Linked DNA regions of Ovis aries: region 1 is linked to region 2. Evidence: chromatin contacts called from public Hi-C data. All regions are on one chromosome and are shown on one strand. Each heading gives the region's core, a stretch centred on a gene start, on an enhancer-like site or on the middle of the called end of the contact. The rest is flanking DNA. Distances are from core to core; before and after follow the strand shown.

Region 1 (4,157 bases), core at 1,294-3,793, 120 kb before region 2:
TATGTGCCCTTCCCCATCTAGATATGTGTGATCTCTTTATCTGAGAGTTCACTTCTCACCTTATTTGTTCAAGGCAGTCCTGAGGGTCCCATACTGGCCAGGTTCTGCTAAAAGCTCCTAGAACACTCATTGCCTGTTTTCCCTACAGTCCCTCCAATTACACAACTTACACTGAATCGTTTTCTCAGGATCTACTTCCTGTGGAAGCCAAAGCAAGACATGGACTAAACCAGAGAGTGTCTCAAGAGTGAGGTGCCTGACTGGAGGCATAGGCATTATTTGGGAATCTGTTAGAAAAAAATCATAGGCCGTGCCCCAGGCCTTTGGTCCAGAACTCTGTGAATGGGGTCAGCAATCTGTCAGCTTCAGGTATCGAACCCTGTTCTCCTGCATTGCAGGCAGATTCTTTACCGTCTGAGCCACCACAGAAGCTCAATTCTCATGTACCCAAAGTTTAAGAACCACTGGAATAAATTGTACATTCTCCCCCAAATAAAACCTATCTCTGTTTTTTCCCTCTTTTAAAAAAGATATCTCAAAAAAAATTTTTTTTAATCTTCAGAATTTTTCAAGACTTCTAGATATCCTGTGCACTAACCTTGAAATGATTCTTGACAGGTTTAGGCCATCACTGCTATTTATTCTGTATATAAAGGCATTTAAAGGAAAGTAATTACTAACCTGGACTTTCCAGGTGGCTCAGTGGTAAAGAACCTGCCTGCCAATGCAGGAGACGCAGAAGATGCAGGTTTGATCGCTGGGTTGGGAAGAGCCCCTGGAGGAGAAAATGGCCACGCACTCCAGTATTCTTGCCTGGAGAATCCCCTGGATGGAGGAGCCTGGCAGCCTACAGTCTGTGGAATCTCAAAGAGTTGGACATGACAGAGTTGAGCATGCACGCATGCGCACACATCCCATTTACAAGACTGATTCCATTTAAAATTTTTGGTGTCTTTCTAACATGCAGTTTGATTTTAAGTATTTCTACCTTCCCTTCCTCAATGGGATCAGTTTATGTTTACATTATTATTAATAGAATACCCTTTCCAGGAACCACCATTTTCTTTTTAAAGTCTCTGGCCTGGGGATCACACTACCTTCCTTTAAACTTGTTGAAATTTGAATTTTTTGTCCACTAATTCATGAGTCTTCCTCCAAAGACAAATTTTCCTTTAAAGAAATTCTTTCCAATCTGTTAAAGACATTCAATTAAGAATTCTTACTACTACTACTGCTTATTATTAATAATTTAATCTGCTTTAAGAGATATTTATTCCCAACAATATTATATATTCTTACCATCTTCTAATATTAAATCTCCAACCGAATCTTTCTTTGTATCTTGTGTTTCTGTAGTAAAATACAGGCAACCTTCCAGTCTTGCTTCTTTTGTCCAACTCTTAACCGAGTTTTGAACACAAGGTAATTAACCTTATCTTTCTTTCACTATAAAAATGAGTGCAGGTATCTTTTTTATAGGAATGCTGGTACATAAATAGAAATGTTTGATAACCTTAGAAACTGAGGGTTATTTTTGAAAATTACAAATTTAGTAGTGTTTTGCTCTCATTTACCGATTTCTGCACACAGTAGATAAAACAACTTCCTTAATCTAGAGATCAATACCATTTTCCACTAGTGTCCATTTTGTAATCTACAACCTACTTTTAGTCAGCTGAAATTCTTTCCACTTACTCTACACTTATTCACATGTCTCTTAGTATTTCTGCTTTGAATACCTTTCCCATACCTCATCTATTTATTCATTTGTTAAAAATTCATTGAAATTCTATTTTATTCTATTTATTCATTTTAAAAGTTATAGTTCAGCAATATGGGTTGATTTGCTATGTTATATATTTTCTAGTGCTTGAGATCTTTGTTGTTGTTAGTAATTCAGTTGTGTCTGACTCTGTGATCACATGGACTGCAGCCCACCAGGCTCCTCTGTCCATGGAATTCTCCAAGCAAGAATAACTGGAGTGGGTTGACATTCCCTTCTCCAGGGGATCTTCCTGATCCAGGGATCGAACCCAGATCTCCTGCATTGCAGACAGATTCTTTACCATCTGAGTCACCAAGGAAGCAGATATATCAATAAATCAAAGATCTCTGCCTTCATGAAGCTTATTTTCTACTTATTCCCCGAGAAGCATTTATTATGTCAATAGAGATTTGTTATCAGAGCATTATGTTAATTTGTATAAGATTCTTTCCCAACTAGACCAGTGGTTTGCAACACTGTCTGACCAACAGAAGCACTGGGAAACTGGAAAAACAACTATGCCCTTATCCCATCATCCTGAGATTCTGATTTGTTTGGTTTGGGATTTGGCCCACCTGCTTGGCTGTCCATAGGGTCCCACAGAGTTGGACATGACAGTACACGTGCATGCGTACATGTGCACGCACACAGTTTCTTGACTGCCTTTCCTTTGTTTCTGCATTTCCTCACTCCACTAATTAGTAACTGTTTGAATCTGCCCTTTGGAACTCAGGGACGGTCTCAGAGGCTGCAATGTTTTCCCCACAAAATCAAACAGGAGACACAAAGACTTTTGTATCTGGGAGGGCCCCACAGGGTCCAGCTTGGTGTTGGTTCCCCTAAGAATGTTTAAACGGGTCTCTTTAAAAGCTAGATCCTAGCATGCTGCCTGGGCTAGTGAAGCTGGGAATTGAGTCCCAAGACGGTGTTGTGTTTGCTTTCCCACCTCACGGTGCTGCTCTCCCCTCTCCCTGATCCAGGGATCGATCCCAGATCTCCTGCATTTCAGACAGATTCTTTACCATCTGAGTCACCAAGGAAGCAGATATATCAATAAACCTTCATCCCCCTGACTTTGGCCCCTTGACCTCTGACTTAAGCCTCAGCCTAAACTCTTCTGTGAAGACATCACTGACTCCTTCAGGGGGGACTTGAGTGCTCTTTCCAGGCCCCCAGTGGACATCCTCAGGGTAAGAAGATGGCAACACAGCAGTTGTCTGTCATGTCTCCCTCCTTACAAGGCTGGCGGCTCCTTCACATAGTGGCTAATAGGTGCTCAATAAATGCTCATGAAAGGAATTTGTTGTTGCTTGTGGGATACTGGGGTTTTAAAATAAAGATTACATGTAATTTGGGAGAAAACCATAATGATGTCTAGTCTGTAATGTGCCTGGAAGGCTGCAGTCTGTGGGGTTGCTGAGGGTCAGATATGACTGAGCGACTTCACTTTCACTTTTCACTTTCATACATTGCAGAAGAAAATGACAACCCACTCCAGTGTTCTTGCCTGGAGAATCCCAGGGATGGGGGAGCCTGGTGGGCTGCCGTCTATGGGGTCGCACAGAGTTCGACACGACTGAAGCGACTTAGAAGCAGCAGCAGCAGAATGTAATGTACCACCCTGCCAAGATTTTATTATAATTTTTATAATTTTAGTAAGTTCTTGGGATACTTATCCTGAAAGATGTAAAAGATTGTAATTTATTTTCATAAGAAAGCACATATTTTTACTCTTCATCTGTCATGTAAGGAACACACTGTTCCTTGAAGCCAGGTGGAGTCAGTGGTGATGAAAATGCAGAAGCTGTTAGGAATGGCATCAAATTACAAGCGGCGCAGCAAGAGACTGGTTAAAACACATGTGTAGCAGCCACGAGGTGGCAGCCTAGAACCACTACATTAAGGTTAGAACATTGAAAGACCAGTTGCTTGGAATACGGTCGAAGTGGAAAATTGTCCAGTATTGGGGCAATCAAAATCTGCAAAAGAGAAAGACGGTGATTTGTAGTGCTTACTGCACACATCTTTATGATTTTCCTTTTCCTCGAAAAAAAGACAGGCACACACGTACACACTCATACACAGCAAATTCTCATCTCATACACACTTAACGTGTCACCCTCAGGCTGCCCCACAGTGAGTTTGAGGTGTTTCAAGCATGAGTTGGCTGTTCCCTCAGGGGGCCCTCATTCCTCTGTACCCCTTAATGTAGGATTTATAAACTGTTTAAGCACTTCCCATGGGTAATTTTCTGTGGGTTTTACCTGACATGTTTACTTCTGAGCCTAATCCTCATGATAAATTTTTACTTTGATTATAAAAACATATAAATTTATATCTGTTCTATATAACAAATTATATAAAGGATATATATTATATTACATTATATTAT
Region 2 (4,208 bases), core at 1,671-4,170:
CTGCACACAGAAACTTTACGGAAGGCCTGGGAAGACCTGAATACACATCTCAAGGGGAGCCTCTTTGCTGGACTGGCTGTCTAATCAGACAGCCAGGGAGCTCCACGTTGGGATGAGAAGCAGGAAGTGACTCCGTGATCTCAACCAGCTAGGTTTGGTGCCAGGGCTGAGAATCAGAGGAAACCTGGGTGTTGGTCAACCTCCACCTTCCGTTCGTAGGCTTTGTCCCCTGCTGACTGTTGCCCAGGGTCAGGCTGTGATTTGGAAGGAGGAAGTTGAGAAAGAAGTCAGTAGTTGTTGCTAGAACTGAGGATTTGGTACCCCTGTGCCCTCAGCCATCCAAACACTCAGGCTGCAAATGAGACGCACTTTCCTCTAAGGGAAAGTACCTTAGGGATGTGCTAGAGGGTGAGGGGCTGGCTGGTAAATATTTTATTGATACTGAAAGTAATTTCAAACCTGCTTTAGCACTCATACAGCCAGGATTGAAAAAGCAAATTGTTACTGTCTGGGAGCGACGGGAGGCCTGGCCCCCAAATTACTTCAGTTAATAAACCCAGACAACCAGACACCAGCCGCCCTGCCTTCTTCCATCTGTCTGTGAGTTCAGTCAGTCTCACCAGTGTTGTTTGCCTGGTGGATCGCTTTGGCTGTGAGGAAGGACACGTTTGTGAAAGTCAGGTTAGAGAATGGCATTGTGGTGAAGACTGGTGATAGACCAAAAAGGAGGTTCAGGGATATGTGAAATTCAGACTAAGTCTAGTTAAGATCTAAGAAGTCTCAGGGAAGGAGGTGCGAGAGGGAACCCAGGTTGCGGGGGTGGAGAGGTAGGAGGCAGGGCCCCTACTGTGAATACGAGAGCTACAGTGCTTGGTGGGGAGAGGAGCTGATTTAGGTCAGGGTCTGGAAGTGGCGTAATCCACAACCTAGAACTTGAGTGTTGGGATGGCTGAAAATACATGCGTATAAAATCCTCAATTCTAGCAACAGCTATTGATTTCTCTATGAAACTTCCTGCTCCCAAATGACACCCTGACCCTGGATGACAGTCAGGAGGGGACAAAGCCTATGAACAGATGCTCTAAATATGGCCAACATTGGCAGCATGGTAAGGCAAATAAATAAACAAGACCTCTCTCAAAGGGTTAACTAATAGCACACCTAACAGCTAACTGAATAAGGAAATGTGTGCTTCATTTTCCCAGCCCAGATTTCAAAATGTTCTGTTGCAATTAGTATCTGTGAAAGATAAGTTATCTCAGCCTTCCAAATAAACTATCAATTATTAACTGATCTGCGGATCCCAGTACTTTATGAGTTACTGGTGTCTGGGTGGGCTGCCTCTTCCTTCTGCTGACACAAATAACTCCCATATCTTTCTATCATCCAGGCTGATTAATAAAGGGAAATCTGACTTCTTCAAAATGTGCCCCAGATAACTGGCGTACACAACGTGTACCATGCTCACCTGTGTTTTTAATCAGATTTCAGTGAAGAGTGAGTTTCTTGGGAAAAAATGGGATTGTACCAAGAGCGGAAGCTAGGTCACACAAACATTGCTCCTCACCGTGTGAAATGGTTGGCTATCCTGGTTTCAGGTTTTGCTTCAGTGATAATTTTCATTGCTGACTTTTCAAACTGTGGGGTGGGGGAGGGGAGTAGGATACGAACGCAGAACCAGCATATGTACAGCTTTTGCATAGACCAGGAACCAAAAGAAGGGTCCTTGTGTGTAGGACAGGGTAACCGGGACAGAAACATGGGACCAGGATAGCCAATCATTTTACAAAGTGAAGGAAAGTCCCATTTCCCCATGGGATTCAAAAAGCATTGAAACGTGATAGAAACAGGTAAGCATGATTATAGGAAAACCTTAATTGGCAATTATACTTTTTTCAAGATGGCAACTTAAAACTACATCTGAAATTATTGGTAGCTCACTGAATTTGTAAAATCAGTCAACTCCTTAAAAGTTGAAAAAGAGACTTCCTTTATTTTATTAATAACTGTGCTAAACTGACAGTAGTAAAAAGCAAAGAATGAAGCATAAACATGTTTATGCCCAAACTGAGGTCTGATATTCTTTGTTAGAATTCATCTTTCCTTTGTTCTTCAGGATCAGTTAGGTTGGATCATGGTTTGGTTGTTAATGTGAAAGAGGACTGGACGAGATATACTTTCTCAATCTTCACTTGAGAATCGACTTGACAGCTTTTGTTTTTGGTTGAGGGTTTTTGTTGCTCAAAACCAATCAGTGGGGGGAAAAACGAACTAAAATTTCCTTTATGCAAAAGCTTCTGATTTGCCCCATTCACTGTCAAAATTCCAAAGACTGCAAGAAGGAGCAGGAAAAAAAAAAAAAAAAAAAAAAGCTGACAGGTCAGTTTTGCACTTTGCAAATTCCTCTGTGGAAATGTGGCTTAAATTTGAAACTGCACAGCGCCCCCATTTTCAAATCCCTCATCTTTTATGAGCCATTTCTTTCTACTTATATAACTTCAGGATTCGAATGCCTTTGGCTAACTAAGGAAAGTGGAAAAGTGATGGGAATATAGAGACCACCATCAGTGAGGCGAGTTTTAAAATTTTACTCTGTACTAAGGCACCCCACTCCAGTCCTCTTGCCTGGAAAATCCCATGGATGGAGGAGCCTGGAAGGCCGCAAGTCCATGGGTGTCGCTGAGGGTCGGACACGACTGAGCGACTTCACTTTCACTTTTCACTTTCATGCATTGGAGAAGGAAATGGCAACCCACTCCAGTGTTCTTGCCTGGAGAATCCCAGGGACGGAGAAGCCTGGTGGGCTGCTGTCTATGGGGTCGCACAGAGTCGGACACGACTGAAGCGACTTAGCAGCAAGGCTGACTGGAGTTATCCTTGAGCAGTTATTGGCTGGTTGGAAAAGCCTGACACCTTGTGGCCACGGTTAGTACTACAGCTGCCTCTTTCACAAGGTTCCCCAGTTTGTACTCTTCCTAGGCGCTTCCTCGGGTACAGTGACATAAAAGGTGTGTATGCCATGTGTAGATTTTTGGGGGGAGGACATTTTAAAATTGAAGTATAGTGGAATTTCAGTGTTTCGGGTGTACAGAAAAGTGACTCACTGTTACGTATATACATTATATATACGCATGTTCTTAGATTCTTTTCCATTAAACATTATTACAAGATATTGAATACAATTCTCTATGCTACACAGTAGATCCTTGTTATTTATCTTATATAGAGTAGTGTGCATCTGTTAATCCCCACTTATTCCTCCACTTCCTTTCTCCTTTGGTAACCACTGAATTTGTTTTCTATGTCTTTGAGTCTGTGTTAGATTCCATGTATAAGTGATATCATATGATAATTGTCTTCCTCTGACTGACTCCACTTAGTATGATGATCTAGGTCCATCCGGGTGGCTGCCAACGGCATTATTTCATTCTTTGTTAAGGCTGAGTGATATTCAATTGTACATATATTCCACATCTTCTTTATCCATTCACCTCTTGGTGGACATTTAAGTCTGGGTTTTTAAAACATTTTTTCATCTTATACCTGTCTCAGGATCTCCACTGAGTCAGAGTTTTTGATCAGAAAGCAGGAGACACACTCAGAGCCTCCATTTTACAAGCAGGAGATGTTTCTTCTGTTACCAAACAAAACTGGAGGGAACATCAACTCAGTATCATTTCCTATTTTTAGCCTTAGAAGAAAGAGAAGTTGGAGGACTAGGGTAGGGCATTCCATGTGCTTTCAAGAAACCCATGAAATGTTATTTTTATGTTAAAAATGAAGGAAATTGAGAGATAAGGTTGTAGTGGAATGAGAGCATGCGTGCTAAGTCACTCAGTCATGTCTGACTCTTTGCGACCCCACGGACTATAGCCCACCAGGCTCCTCTGTTCATGGAAATTTCCAGGCAAGAATAGTGGAGTGGGTTGCCATGCCCTCCTCCAAGGGATCTTCCTGACCCAGGATCGAACCCGCATCTCTTATGTCTCCTGCATTGGCAGGCGGTTTTTTTGTTTGTAACCACTAGTGCCACCTGGGAAGCCCCGGGAATGGTTATAAAATGGATTTTATTTCCAGCTCTGGTTCTGTCACAAACCATATGTGATCTCAGGGAGGTCATTTACCCTCCATGGCTTTCATTCCAACAAAGCTAGGAGATTGGACCAGCTCATTTCCAAGGTTCTCTCTGGCTCTAGATCTCTGTGGTC

The links. A called contact is a pair of places that touch in the nucleus more often than the background predicts.
Region 1: a Hi-C map of liver shows a contact between it and region 2, with 7 times the contacts expected there. The contact joins two enhancer-like sites. A contact is called at or near these places in 10 of 16 Hi-C or Micro-C datasets (blood, hypothalamus, liver and 6 more).

The regions. Positions count from the first base shown.
Region 1 is chr23:25,387,162-25,391,318 of ARS-UI_Ramb_v3.0, reverse strand. No RefSeq gene overlaps it. Among named protein-coding and RNA genes, the nearest start is that of MEP1B, 33 kb to the right of the region's middle. Within about 2 kb of position 2,543, at least 7 of the 54 cell types and tissues checked have an H3K27ac peak or open chromatin away from gene starts, as enhancers often do. A contact at or near this core is called in liver, where this site is marked.
Region 2 is chr23:25,272,068-25,276,275 of ARS-UI_Ramb_v3.0, reverse strand. No RefSeq gene overlaps it. Among named protein-coding and RNA genes, the nearest start is that of TRNAW-CCA, 18 kb to the left of the region's middle. Within about 2 kb of position 2,920, at least 1 of the 54 cell types and tissues checked has an H3K27ac peak or open chromatin away from gene starts, as enhancers often do. A contact at or near this core is called in liver, where this site is marked.